3 separate regions of the Sus scrofa genome follow, and regions 2 and 3 are each linked to region 1. A link is a contact called in public Hi-C data. All regions are on one chromosome and are shown on one strand. Each heading gives the region's core, a stretch centred on a gene start, on an enhancer-like site or on the middle of the called end of the contact. The rest is flanking DNA. Distances are from core to core; before and after follow the strand shown.

Evidence for each region. A called contact is a pair of places that touch in the nucleus more often than the background predicts.
Region 2: a contact with region 1 is called in a Hi-C map of skeletal muscle, with 6 times the contacts expected there. The contact joins the promoter of C1GALT1 here to the promoter of RPA3 in region 1. A contact is called at or near these places in 1 of 5 promoter capture datasets (fetal liver), 3 of 47 Hi-C or Micro-C datasets (liver, omental adipose tissue and skeletal muscle) and 1 of 2 datasets of contacts at active chromatin or transcription factors (alveolar macrophages).
Region 3: a Hi-C map of liver shows a contact between it and region 1, with 4 times the contacts expected there. The contact joins the promoter of GLCCI1 here to the promoter of RPA3 in region 1. A contact is called at or near these places in 3 of 5 promoter capture datasets (fetal liver, fetal skeletal muscle and liver), 4 of 47 Hi-C or Micro-C datasets (heart right ventricle, liver and skeletal muscle) and 1 of 2 datasets of contacts at active chromatin or transcription factors (skeletal muscle).

What each region holds. Positions count from the first base shown.
Region 1 is chr9:77,912,812-77,917,376 of Sscrofa11.1, forward strand. RPA3 (replication protein A 14 kDa subunit) reads right to left here and starts at 2,061. Exons shown (of 4, transcript XM_021102423.1): 1 at 1,774-2,061; 2 at 513-587. The coding sequence starts at 1,872. It overlaps UMAD1 (UBAP1-MVB12-associated (UMA)-domain containing protein 1), which reads left to right and starts at 2,134. Exons shown (of 4, transcript XM_021102419.1): 1 at 2,134-2,271.
Region 2 is chr9:77,506,979-77,511,543 of Sscrofa11.1, forward strand. C1GALT1 (glycoprotein-N-acetylgalactosamine 3-beta-galactosyltransferase 1) reads left to right here and starts at 2,364. Exons shown (of 5, transcript XM_021063389.1): 1 at 2,364-2,600. LOC102161092 (a long non-coding RNA gene) reads right to left here and starts at 2,266. Exons shown (of 6, transcript XR_002335827.1): 1 at 1,853-2,266; 2 at 1,163-1,236.
Region 3 is chr9:78,215,535-78,220,099 of Sscrofa11.1, forward strand. GLCCI1 (glucocorticoid-induced transcript 1 protein) reads left to right here and starts at 2,646. Exons shown (of 8, transcript XM_021102418.1): 1 at 2,646-3,234. The coding sequence starts at 2,772. It overlaps LOC110262233 (a long non-coding RNA gene), which reads right to left and starts at 3,469. Exons shown (of 3, transcript XR_002347050.1): 1 at 3,199-3,469.

The sequences.
Region 1 (4,565 bases), core at 811-3,310:
TCAGCGGTTAATGAACCCGACTAGGATCCATGAGGATGCAGGTTTGATCCCTGGCCTCAATCAGTGGGTTAAGGATCCAGGGCTGCTGTGAGCTGTGATGTGGGTTGTGGACATGGCTCGGATCTGGCGTTGCTGTGGCTGCGGCGTAGGCTGGCGGTTGTAGCTCCAATTGGACCCCTAGCCTGGGAACCTCCATATGCTGGGGGTGTGGACCTAAAAAGCAGAGCAAAAAAAAAAAAAAAAAATCAGAGTCAAAAAAAAAATCACTGGTTAGAAATGTAAAGGGAAATATAATGTAAAAAGAGGGCAAAAATTTGATTTGAGAGAGAGAGAGAAAAGTTTGATAAGCTGGTCCTTTATACATCCACTCCAAGAATCAGAAACATTAGCAACAAACCAAAACAAGATGAAGAATTAACTCTGAAATTAAAATGAACATGCATAGAATACATACATATATACATATACATAGAACATAGATAGATATACACAGAATTAATACTTAAACATACAGGCTCCATCAACTCAATGGTTACATTTTTTCCTTCTCCATCTGAAAGAATAAACATTTTTCCAGTGGGATGAATCTAAAAAAAGAAACATGATTAAAAAAAAAAACTCCACACAAAACCCTTTAAAATCTTCTTTGAAAGATTAAACGCTTGACCAAAAGATGAGCAGACTGACCCATACTTACTTTACTGATGCTCACAAAACAGTTGTATTTGAAGTTTAACTGGTTCAAATTATCTTGTGTTACTATACCTGATCAAAGGATGTTCAATTAAATCTGAATTTCATTAAAAAAAACCCCTCCTTTTTAGTACAAATGTGTCCCATATTTTTATTTGCTAAATCTGGCAACATTATGCTAAGAACAAATTAAAGAGGCTCCATACTATCTAAAAGTGAGATCTACTGGCACCCATGATTTAAAGAGTACATATCTCCCAAAGGGTATGTTTTTAAAAATTAGGCAAGAATAAATAGAGAACTACTGGTTGTCAGAAGACCTAGGTTCTACTGTGAGACAGCTGCAAAGAGTGCAGTCAGATCTGGTTTGAATGCCAGCTGTGCTACTTACTGTGGCCTTGAGCATTTTGTAACCACACTCCATTCCTACCCAGTTTCTTTCCCAATTTTGGAATACAGCTATTTCAGGAAGATACATGGCTAAAACCACTAAATAAGACTTTATATAAAAGTTTTCTTTTCCTCAGCTTTCTCAGTTCCCTGATTCTAAGACTTCAGGCCTGTTTCTTACCAGCAGACTGAGGGGCTGCCCTCTAACAGAGGTGTGAGATAACAGAATGCTGCTGGATCAGAAAAGGACAATCAAACAATGTTTATAGGAAAGCGACTTCAACGAGAAAATGAGGTTTGAGAAAAAAGGAAATTAACAACATAAGTAAACAAGAAAATTAGCTTAGTTGTCAAGTCTGGTTAAACTAAAAAAATCTGAAAGTAAATGTGAGAGTTCTGTCTGTAATCTTTATGTAAACACAAACAGAACGAGGGTGGGGGCCGCTAGAATTTAGAACTCAGCGCATTCGAAGACTTCCCTATTTCTCGCCTTAAGAGAAGCACCAAAATAAGGCTGCAATGGATAAAAAGTGTGCAAAAAAATTCCCTTGTGAGAAATAAAGCAGTCGGAGAGCAGTGATGTTGCAAAGCTTTTCGTCCTCCTTCACTCTGTTAGCCACTCTGAAGCCTCCACCCTGACAGTCACGGGGTCCTTCCCCAGGGGGAGCCCAGGGCAGCAAGCGCACGTACCTTCTCCAGCCTCCCTACGAAGCAGACCGGCTGGTCGATGAACTGAGTTACCATGCTGGCGTTGATGCGCGATTTGGGCAACTCCATCACGTCCACCATAACTGCAATGCAGGACCGACAGATGGCGGGAAACAAGCCGACAACTGAAACCTTGAGCTCGGCAGACGTCTTCGGGGCGGATTTCCCCGGCACCAATCCGCGGAGACCAGCACTCTCGCTCCGCCAATCAAACGCGCGGAAATCTCGATCACAGTCCCGCTGTCTCCGCCGGCGAAGAAGGCTAGGATGCGCCCGGAAGTGGGGATCGGCTGCTTAGTGACGCACAGCGTCCCGGAAGTTACCTGGACTCTCTGCGAAGTGTAGGCGGGGGCGGGGCTTGGATAGGGCGGGGCTAAGGCTTCCTCCCTTGATCTTGTCCCCCCCAGCTGCAACATAACCCCGGAAGCAGGGTGTCAGGCTCCGGTGCGGTGCGGCGGGGGACTGCGGCTCGAGCCTCAGGTACCTCTTATCGCGGGAGTCGCCGCAGCCTTACTGTTGCTCTTTCTCCCCACCAACGGATGCGGAAGAGAGAGGCGGGAGTTTGGTACTTGTCCCCCGCCTCCGTGGCATGCTCGTTGCTGCGCCACCGGCCATTCGCGTTTCCCCGCCTCCTCTTTCCGGGTTCTTCGTGGGAAGCGCGAGGTTCTTGTTGAATGAAATCTAGGGATCGGATTTCTTTTTGACACCCTTCCTCCCTGGAGACGGGAAGTGGGGTCGCCAGTGATTTTTCGCCTCCTTTGTGAAGCTCCTGCTCGGTGGCAGAGGGTCGGCGATTTATTGCCTCAGCTGCGTCACTTTCCATTGTCAATTTCCCCACCTGTGAGCTAAGAGGTTAACTTGATTATCTCTACGACCCTTTTTAGCCCCAACTTTTTGGCCACACTGTGGTGTGGGTTTTCTCACCTCCGTGTTAGCAACGAATTGAAACATTTGGGACTGAGTGAGGAAAGGACCACTGGGGTAGTAGAGGAAACGAATATAAATAGCTGTTAGATCCTGAGCAGGTGCGCTACTTCTTGAGACCTAATTTCCCCATCCGCAAAATGAGGGTGTTAGATAACTGAATGTATTGCAAGGTTCCAGGTGACAAATTTTGTCTTTGTGATTGACAGACTCTTCTTAACTCTCTGCTGATCTTTCCCTCCATTGCTTTCCACACCCAGGACTCTGGAGGGGAGGTCAGGAGGTGTGGAAGATAATTTGTTTCAAGGAAATTTGGGGAGGATTCTTGTCTTTTGCTGGCTCAAGTGTCTGTTGATTTTCAGGGCTTTGTTTGCCGGGATTTACCTTGCCAGAATATTCCAGAATGAGTGCTCATAAAAATACATGCCAGCGGTGCTCCAGAAATTGGGAACAAAAATTCACTGGGATTTTATTATTTTTTTGGAGACCGAGTTCATGAATTTGCCCAAGCCATTGAGGTACCTAGCTCGAGTCTCCAGTTTAGTCCCGCATCTGCCTTAAACTAAGGACACAGGGCAATTTAAGATGGAAATCTGTTGTACTGTAGTCAAATGATAGTTCCCCGCCCATAATATATATGTAAATATATTTGTCTTTTAATTTTGCTGTCACTAAAACAAATGTAAAGGATTTCATTAGTGGATGCAGGGCACATGTAAATTGGTATATAAAAACGTAGTTGTCATTGGTGCAAGTCACTGGAATCTATTTTATATTCTGTGCAAAGCCTGCACATCTTTTGCACTTGAGTGTTTGGAAAACAAATTGATAGCATTATTTAGGGTAAGCTACACGAGTATCTTTAATAGCAGTTTTTTAGAAGAGCATCCCTTAAAGTGCCAAGTTGCTAATTGCACTGTTTTGTAACAGTTGGAAAACCACTTTTATCTACCAACAGCAGTTTTTTAAAAACAGGGAGATGAGCAAGAAGATAACTGAATATAGCTTTTTGGATACTTTTTCAATTGCTTAAACATTTGTTAATAAGTAATTCATAGAGAAGAGTATATACAGCTGATTTGTACAGTTTCAAGGAAATGAAATGAACCCACGTGGGCCTCTCATTCAGCTTAAGGAATGGAACTTAACTAGTTAGTAGTTGGCACTTCCTTAATTAAATCCTCCAATCTACCAGCCATAAATATACATTATCTTGAATTTTGTGTTAACCACACTAAGATTTTCTGTATAGTTTTATCACACATTTTGCCGTTTCTAAGTGGTGTTTTAATTTTGCCAATTTTCTTTGACCTTTGAATAAATGGGGTTGTACTATATAAATCTTCTGACTTGTTTTGTTTTTGAGATTAATCCATGTTGACACATGTAGGTGGAGTTCATTCTTTTCACTCTTCTATTTCACTCTGTTACTGACTGACATTTTGATTGTTTGCAGTTCTTTTCTATTGCATATAGGGCTGCCATGAATATTCTTGTACCTATTTGCTGGTGCACTTGGGCAAAGGTATAGCAGTAAAATTGCTGGAACACAGGGTTGCATCTTCAACTTTGCTAGTAAGACTGAGTATTTTCCCGGGGTAGTGGTACTAATCGATCCTCCTGGCAGCAGTGTTTCTGGCAACTCCTAAAGTTTTATCCCTTAATATGATGGACATGAAGTGGTTTCTTGTCTGGTCTTAATTTGCTTTCCCTGATGACTAGTAAGTTTGAGGAACTTTTAAAATATTTATTGGCCATTTGTGTTCACCATTTTTTGTGTGCTTATTTTTCTTTTCTTATTGTTTTTGAGTGCTTTTTTTGTATTAGTGTGGACAGTAATGCTGCATTTC
Region 2 (4,565 bases), core at 1,114-3,613, 410 kb before region 1:
TTTAAAAAACCAGCAGTGTCCAGCTACCCTGCTCCAAGGAGCTTTGATACATGTTACTGAATACTACACCAGACAGACCACAAGATTTGTCTATTTCACATGGGAGAATCTGGTTGTCTTGAATCACACATATAAAGTGCATTTTTCAAAGTAATCACAACTTTCTTTTTTCTAGCTGATAATGTTGAAGAACTGGCTGACATTAATGTCACTTCTAGGAATTTGTTTAAGGTGATAGTTGCACAGCTGTGCAAAGGTACATGCATTAAAAAGATCATCACAGAGTTCTTTAAAATTGTAAACATTTGAAAAAAACAGAAATGAATTGATAGAATACTAGTTAGATAAATGACTACATCCACTTAACAGACACTACACAACTTTTTAAAATGATATTGTTCATGACAGTATTCAGTGAGAAAAGAACCATGTGCATTATAAAATCCAGTTTATCATATATCATATTTATATGTCTTGGTGTTTTTTATTTTTAAGAGATATCTGAAAGAGTATAACATGAACTTTTTAAAAAAATGGTTACCTCTGGATTGTGGGATTTGGAAAGTTTTTTTTTTTTTTGTATTTGCTTAAATAAGTATGCATTGTTCTCATGGAAATAATGGCCATTTTCAAAAATATCCAAAAGGGTAGAAGGAGCTGATTTGACCTGGTATTATTTGTATCAACATAGCTTCTTGCCAGTAATTTTCTTTTTCCACTGCACCTGTAGCAAAGGGATGTTCCCAGCCCAGGGACTGAATCCAAGACACAAGTTTCAACTCATGCCATAGCTGTGGCTAAACACAGTGGATCCTTAATGCACTGCACCACAGTGGGGACTTCTACCAGTAATTTTCTTAGATGTGCTATAGCTGAACTTATCCTTGGAAGAGTTTCTTATTTTTGCTTATCTGCAAATATTTTCTGTATTCATTATAAATTTCACTAAAATTGAAATAAGACCCTTGGGGCATTTTGTCTTGTTTTGCTTTCCATTTGGAACACTCTGACCTCTGAAGGGTCTCTTTTCCTGCTACATAGTGGCTGTAGAAGGGAATATGGGAGGCTGGGCGATAATTACAAGTTGAGGAAGAGAAAAGAGGGTGGAGGTAAGGATATAAGAGAGAAGTCTGGAGGCATGAGCCAGAGAAACAGCACTAACCTGGACGTCAGATACTTGCACTTCTCTTCTAGATCAGGCTTTTCAGTTTATTTTTCTGACCTCAGCTTTCTCATCTGAAAAATGAGAGGTATGGGTAAGAATCACTAGATGTTTTAAAATTCTTTTGGAAGATTCTTTGGGATCTTATAGTGGCACATCCCGGTAAACTGCACTAAAGCTGAATCTGAACAAATTAAAGGAGGGGAAAACAACCATACCTTACTAAATGTTGTTATTATTTCTCCCAAGCACATTAAGTAACTTGCCAAGTTTACCGAGCTAATAGGTGGAGGGTTCAAGATTGAGGCCACAGCCCCTAGGCAGTAAAGAACTACTGAGAAGGGCATTAAAGGAAGCAAGTTTGCTTTCTCACCCTCAAGCCAGGCCTTGTAGATGATGATTAACACCAATTAAACCCAGACATTACCCCCACCTGCTGATTGCTGTGGGGCAGCCTCAATCGCTCCAGGGCTCCTCCCTCTAAACCCAAAACAGTTTTCCGATACAAAATCCCTTTACAAACTAAAAAGTGACGGGGGGTGGGGAGCGGGGGTTGCTGGTAAAGCTCCCAAGAATTCCAGCCACTGCCTGATAGCACTGAAGTAATGACGGAACTAAAGACCACGTGTGTATGTATGCAGGCTTCGTAGTATCACTAAGTTGGTTTTCAGCCCTTCCTAGTTCACATACCTGGTTATCCAACACCCGTTTGTATACCTCATCTTGTTGTACTTCCTTTTAATAAGGCCAGAGATACAGACTAAGGACAGTCGGGAGAAGGGATAAAAGCAGTAAAAAGAAAGGGTTAAGAGCAGGCTAGAGGCCCTAAGACTCCTGCAGGGTAAGAGCCTGCCCCTCAGACAAAGGTCCCTCAGGTATCCGCAGCCTCAGTTCCTGCTGCTTTAATTCTTTCAAAGGTCCGGAAGCCACTGCAAGACCCTATAGCAGAACGAGGAAGGCTGAGGCCACCCGTAAGGAGCGGATAGAGGGCTGCGACTATTGCTCGCAGAAAACCCGACTTCCCAGACCCCTTCGCACAGGGCGGGGCGTGCGCTCGGTGGCCTATCCCCACGCCAGCACGTCGCCGTAGCCCCGCCTCTCCCTGCCCCCTCGCTCCGCCCTTCCCTGGGGCTGGTGCGGCAGCGGCGACGTCAGAGCTCGGAGACCCCTGGGTGGCGGCTGCGCCGTCGGCGGGCCGCGGCCTGGACGCGCTGCGGGGAGGGGCGGAGCGAGCGGGCGGGAGCGAGCGCTGGGCCCGCCTCGGCCGCCGCCGCTGCCGCCGCCGCCGCCGGGGAATAATCTGGGCGGCAGCGGGCGGCCCCAGCTAGCAGCCACGAGCCACTTCTGCGGCTGCCGAGAAGAGCGAAGGTCGCCGGTCTCGTGGCGTCCCCCTCTCTGCCCCCCAGGAGGGGCGAGAGGGAGAGGAGGCTGATGTCAGGTACGGCTGGCGGAGGCGCCCTTAGGCTGCGGGTCCAAGGTCTCTGTTCCCCTCGCCCTCCCCCTCTCGGAGTGTGCGTGTGGGGGGAGCGTGGAGGGTGAACCCAGCCCCCAGCGCCACCAAACAGGTGTCTCGGAGTCGCCGCCGGGGCTGGGCAAGTGCGGGCTCCGGAGGGAGGCACGGGGCACTTCCTGCTCCCCGCGCCTCTGCGAACTGCCATTGGGGCCGCCTGCCCTCCGGGCCGCTATTTTGTTGACAAGTAGCCTCCTCTGGGTCGTGGATTCTTCCTTTTTGCCCTCTCGCTCGCCTCGTTTCCTCGCGCGCTGCCTGCCGTCGGGTGGCGACGGTGAGGCGCCGACTGCGCTGGAGGATCGCGCGGCTGGACCATTTAGCGGTCCTGCCCCGCGGGTCCCGCCCCGCCCCCGCGGACCGGCGGGCACTCAGGTGTGGGCACCTTCCGTGAAAGCCGCCGGGCAGCCTCACCGCCCCAGCGCCCAGCGAGCCGGCGCCTTCCGCAGGTGCCGGGGGACTTCCTCGGGGCTCTCTTGGATCATCAGGTTTGTCTGTGGCTGACTGGGTCTTTTAAATTTCCCTGCCTCTGGCGGAATGAACCAGGCAGGTGTGTGTTTAGGTACTTGATGCGTGGAGGACGGACGAGCAAAGGAGTTTTTTCCTTCCACTCTCCATTCTCCTACAAGGTGTGCTGAGATTAGTAGGTGCTGACAAAAGGACCTTATAACTCTAAATTAAAATAAATTGTATATTCAAAAAAGAGCGAAATTTAGGAGTGGTTATTCTTCCCCAGCTCTTACCTTCTCCCTTTATTTTTTTAAATGACAAAACAGCTTACGCTTTGGAGAAGTTGACTAGGTTTATAATCTAGTTCTCTTAATTCTTTGTGGTTATTTTTAAAGCCTTTCGGAGTGAAACCTAGAATCCTAACCGTGAATTGATTTCATCGTGCTTTTAAAAGTTAGTTATAAAGTTAGAACTTTAGTGCATCAGAGTGAGTAATTAGGCCGTTGTGACAGAAATATCTTCATTTACTAAAAGTTGGGCGTTTAACATAGATAGCTCTACCTCTGTGCCAGGAAAAAGTGTTGTGCAGGATTTCAAGTTACTTAATCCTGATATTACTTTAGACAGTGGGAATCTGAGTTTTTAGGACGTCTAACTTTTTGCAACTTTCCACAATGTTATCAGATAATTATCAAATGAGCCTTATGCACATGATGCTGTGTGTTCGAAGTATTATGTATAGTAATTATTTTGTTTTCTATCAGCCTTAGTGTGTATTGATGCACAGTTTAATTGAATGTAAAGTTTCAAGTTACCAAACAGTTAACTCTTTTTGTCATATGTTAAGTAAAACAGTGATTTAGTGAGGAAAGTATGACTCATTTAAAATTCTTCACAGGAAAATAATATGGTTTTTTTGTACTAGTGGAGAACTGTTAAATGTCTGTTAAGTTTGCCTGGAATTTGTGTTTTTCTGTATCTTTTTACTTAGGATTCAGCATTTTAAAAATGTTTTGTGATTACTACCCATTTAAATATAGGTATTTTTAAGTATTTTGGGGGGGATATAGATTATACTAGTCTCCAATTTTGAGTAAATTCAGTATCCCAAAATTATTAGAATTTTATCATAAACTTATTTAGGACTACATCAGTTAATGATCACTTAATGATGGAAATAGAAATGCGTGGCATTTAGATGTATACTGTTTGATTTGTGCCAAGATAAAAATTGCATTATAGTACTTATACACTTTATAAACTGTGGTAATTTAAAGTAGAGTCTTTGTGAGGAGAAATCATTGAGTGGAATCTTGTAACAGAGCACCTGTAAACATTAAATGGAAAATGGACAAGTTGATGCTGAAATTCAATTCAGATTCACTTAAAACATTAAGCTTCCCAGTACACCTATGTTACTTTTAGAAGATCTGTTGAGATTCTAGT
Region 3 (4,565 bases), core at 1,396-3,895, 300 kb after region 1:
ACACTTATATTCAACAAATACAGATATAAGGCCTATCCATCCCATAGCTAGCATCGCTGTGTAAAATGCTCTCCTAGCCCAGAAAGCCACACTTCCTTCTAAGGGATTTCCAATTTACCAAGGAGTATGTTTTCCTAAAGCTTCTGTTTACACCCTTGGAGCCCACTCCCATCCTAAGAGTAAAATATTATTAAGAATGATAAAATGAACGTTTGGAAGCAGATACTGGGTCGAGTTTTATTTTATCCCAACTTTGATTTGTTTGGAGGCTGAATTCCTTATACATGAAGATCAATATTTCATGAGAAGAGATTTTATTTCAGAGATGACCAAGGTATCTTTAGCAAAGAGAAGGGAAATGAACATCCAAATAGTTCATGATGACTTGTCAGTAAATTGGATATCTGATTTAAGTTGGCTATGGTATATTTGAAAAAACAGAGAAAGCCTTTAAAACATGGCTAGGTATGTTGTTTTAGATCCAAATAGAGTATTGATCATTATGACTGTGGCTTGGTATAAATTTAGAATCACTGTAATCTATAGTGTTGAGATTGTTCTATACTTAAGTTTAGGGATAGCCAGAGATAGTGTTTCTATAATGAAACCATGATGTAATTTAATCAACTTAGAAATTTAGCAGCATTTTAAACAACTTTACTTATTTTAATCTGTCAATTTATATTCTTCATAATCTGAGAAAGTCACCTGAAATAAGCCATTTACCATCTTTTTTTGTGACAATTTCCTAACGAATGAGAAAAGCTTTCACTTTAGATGGGAAAATATTTAAATAGGTCAATTACACCAAATTTTAAAAAGTAAAGTTTTTACTATATTTATACTTAAAATATATTATTCAGGAAAGCAAATATATGTGAATACAATGAGAGTAATAATAGTATCTACCTTGTGGATTATAGGACAATTGAATGAGTTAACACATAAACTGTTCTTAGAACAGTGGCGGGCACATGAAATGTCCAACAATTTTTAACTGTAATTCTAGTATATGATAAAGTGAGGAACTACACTAGTCTTAATGGAGTGAGGTACTGGATGCAATTCTTGCATTTTTACGGAAAAGGTGGACATCCACTTTTAACAGAATCTTTTACAGAATCTAGTATGCCTTCTGGTCCGAGGGCACAAGGAAGCAGAGATGGATACTTCCTCTAAGTGAAACTGACCCCTGCATTTAGTGCCTGTAATCAGAGTAAAATTGTCAGTGTAGGTAGACACGAAGAGTAGACCAATCTGACCTCCCACTTCTCTTTTTTCAATCTCATGGAAACTAATGGAGAGTATCTGATGTAGACTCTTCCATTAATTTTTCCTGCTTAAGGTTTCAAACCTTCGTTTACCTTCGTTTAAGGTAAACAGGTTCCTGATGGTCATCCAAAATTTCTGCATCTTTTCAATTTCATTGCAGAACAAAATTTAAATTTACCACAGAGGATTTAACATTACATCAACAGTACTTATTTCTCCCAAGTAACTTATTTAATGTTACTTATTTCTCCCAAGAGGCCATCTACTTCTGGGGCAAGCCAACAGGGTGCCCTCCATTAATATATCTAACTGATGGTGTTATGATGCATAATTCTTTGTTGACTCCTGCAATTTTCTTGGCACATGAGATCTGAATGTTTCTTTTCACAGCACAGTATCCACCCGTTGCTCAGTCCAGCTTCTGAACATTGCTTCTGATGGCCAGAAGATCTTTCGATTAGTATACTTGCCACGAAACCTCAGAATCTAACATTAGAGGGTAAGGGATATAAGTGTCAACTCTAAAACATCCCACCCCAGGAACAAGTGTACTTGCAAAATGAAGTTCGCCTGAAGTATCTTCTTTCTCAAATTGTAAAATCGGCCCTGGAGGGTGGAGCCCTCGCAACCTGCTTTCTCGGGTGTGCGCGTGTCCGTAGGTGTCAGAACACGAGCAGGACGTAGAAGGATCCACTTTCCTAGGGCAGCCCAATCAAAGTCTCTCTCTCACCTCAAAGGCTGTCAAAGGCTCTCACGCTCCTCCTTGCAAGAACTGCCTCCTTCTCACTCTTCCACCCCTCAAATCCCGCCTCTAAAGTACGACGGCCACTTTCATTGGTAGCTGCTCCTTTCACTCCAATCCTAAAACCAATCACACCAGTGCTTGTGGAAAACTGGGGAGCCAATGGGAACGCTCGCTCCAGCAGGTCCGGGGCGCCGGGAGGCGGTGCCGGAGGCGGGGTACCGGTTGCGGGATTAGTTGCCATTTGGGGTGAGGATCTGGCAGGGGCAGGGGCTGAGTCGGAGGCGGCGGCGCGGACTCCGCCGAGAGCCAGGGACCTCTAGACCTTTTTCCCTACCCTGGTCCCTAGAAGCAGGGGTCCCGGGTCTCCCTGCAGCTGCCGGGCTCTCCCGCGCGTGCAGCCCCGCAAGGCTGCGTGGTCCGGGGGATTGCCCCGCTCTCCTGTCAGCGCGATGCCCCGGGCGCCGGCGGCGGCTCCGGGCTCCTAGCGGCCCCGGCCGTGACCGCCACATCGTGCCCGGCCGAGCGGTTGGGGCCGTTGGACGTTTGTTTTCGCAGCCTTCCCCTCCCCCCTCGCCGAGGCGGCGGGGGTGCGCGTTGGGAAGGGGGAGCCGAGAGACTCCTCCCCCTCCCCGATACCCCCGCCCCTCCCCCTTACACACTCGCACGCACTATCGCGCCGGCTCCTACACGCTCGCGCGCCTCCCGCTCCGTGCCTCCGTGTCGGCCGGCGTCGTCCAGGGCCCGCGGAGCCACCATGTCCACTGCCTCCTCCTCCTCCTCCAGTTCCTCTCAGACCCCTCATCCCCCGCCGCAGAGGATGCGGCGCAGCGCCGCGGGGTCCCCGCCCGCCGCCCCCGCCGCCGGGAGCGGGAACGGTGCGGGCAGCGGCGGCGTGGGCTGTGCCCCGGCTTCGGGAGCCGGGCGGCTGCTGCAACCCATTCGCGCCACGGTGCCCTACCAGCTCCTGCGGGGCAGCCAGCACAGTCCCACGCGCCCGCCCGCCGCAGCCGCCGCCGCAGCAGCCGCCGCCTCGCTGGGCAGCCTCCCGGGGCCCGGCGCGGCCCGCGGCCCCAGCCCGCCCAGCCCGACGCCGCCGCCAGCAGCGGCCCCGACTGAGCAGGCGCCGCGGGCCAAGGGCCGCCCGAGACGGTCCCCCGAGAGCCACCGGAGGAGCAACTCACCTGAGAGACGGAGCCCCGGCTCGCCCGTGTGCAGAGGTAGCGAGCCCAACCCTTCCGTCCTCCCGGGCTGCGTCTCCCCGACCGTGCCCTCCGTGGAAACTTCAGCCTCTCCGGGCTTCTCTTTGCTAGTGCATTATCGAAGGTGTGAAAGTGGCTTTGGGAATCTCACCTCCCTGCGGTCGCTGCGGGGCTTGGAGGAGCGAACTGCAAAGCAACTTTTATCTGACCCTCCTGCCGCCCCTCAGATTTTATCTTCCGTCACTCTCCTGCATCGAAGGTTTTTCAGTTTTAGAGCTGATTAGCTCGCTCATGTGTTTGCTGTTTGTAGCGGGGGAAGGAGGAGCTGGGCGAAGCACTTAAAAAAACACGCACACAAACTCTCCGGCAGCCGATAAGGTGGTGGTTGTAATCTCTACAGCCTCTTTGTGCTTTCCTACAAAGTTCCCATAACGTGTCTGTGCCTAGCGGGATAATTTTTTCTTTTTGTTTTTTGGAGGTGGCATTAGTTATGATGTAAGGATATCCTGTTGGGTGTGTAGAGGGAACAGTTTTGGATGTGCAGTTGAAGTAGTGTAGTGTGTGTGTGTGTGTGTGTGTGTGTGTGTTCCGGTCTCTTTTCTCTACTTTATATAGTCATATGCATCAGAGCAGTAATGCACCAGAAACAGTTTGTGCCCAATTCGAGACTTTCATGGTAAATTTCTAAGGACCTGTTCGTGGAGTGTGCTGTTTTTTCCTCCTATTTTTAAGTATGCTTAACAGTTCAGTTGTGCTGTTAAAGGATCTCAAGTTTCTTTTTTGTTAGGTGTCAAAGGTAATGGTGAATCTGGTGGATGCTATTGGCTTTCCTTAATGTTTTGTGTTTTGGTGTGGTTGGTTTATGTCTAGGGACTCAGTGCATGCTCTAGTTGTGTCCTGGGGGAGAAAAGGAAGATTAACCACAACAGGGATGTAAAGCTCATAGGGGAGGAAGGAGTAACTCATAGTAATAGATACCAGGCTAGGGCTACAGATGCTGCCGCTGCTGCTGCTGCATTGTGGAGAGAACCCATCATACTGAGTGGAAAAATCTCTGCTTGGAAGGGAAACACTGTAGAGCTCTGTATAATGTTTATGTGGTATGTGGAATTTTTTTAATGGCGTTTTCTTGATGAAGGTCTTAGACTTGGAGAAAGTGATTGTGTTATGATAGATGGCAGTTTTGGTGTTTTTGTTTTAATATTTCTGACCTGTAATTTAGCGTGTTACTAAGGCCCTTGTTTTCAGACCGCTTGGTAGTGAGGCAGAGTAGGATGTAGTGCAGTGGTATGTGTACAGGAGCACCAAGAAATACATCCTGTAATCTGTATGCACCAGAAGGAATTTGC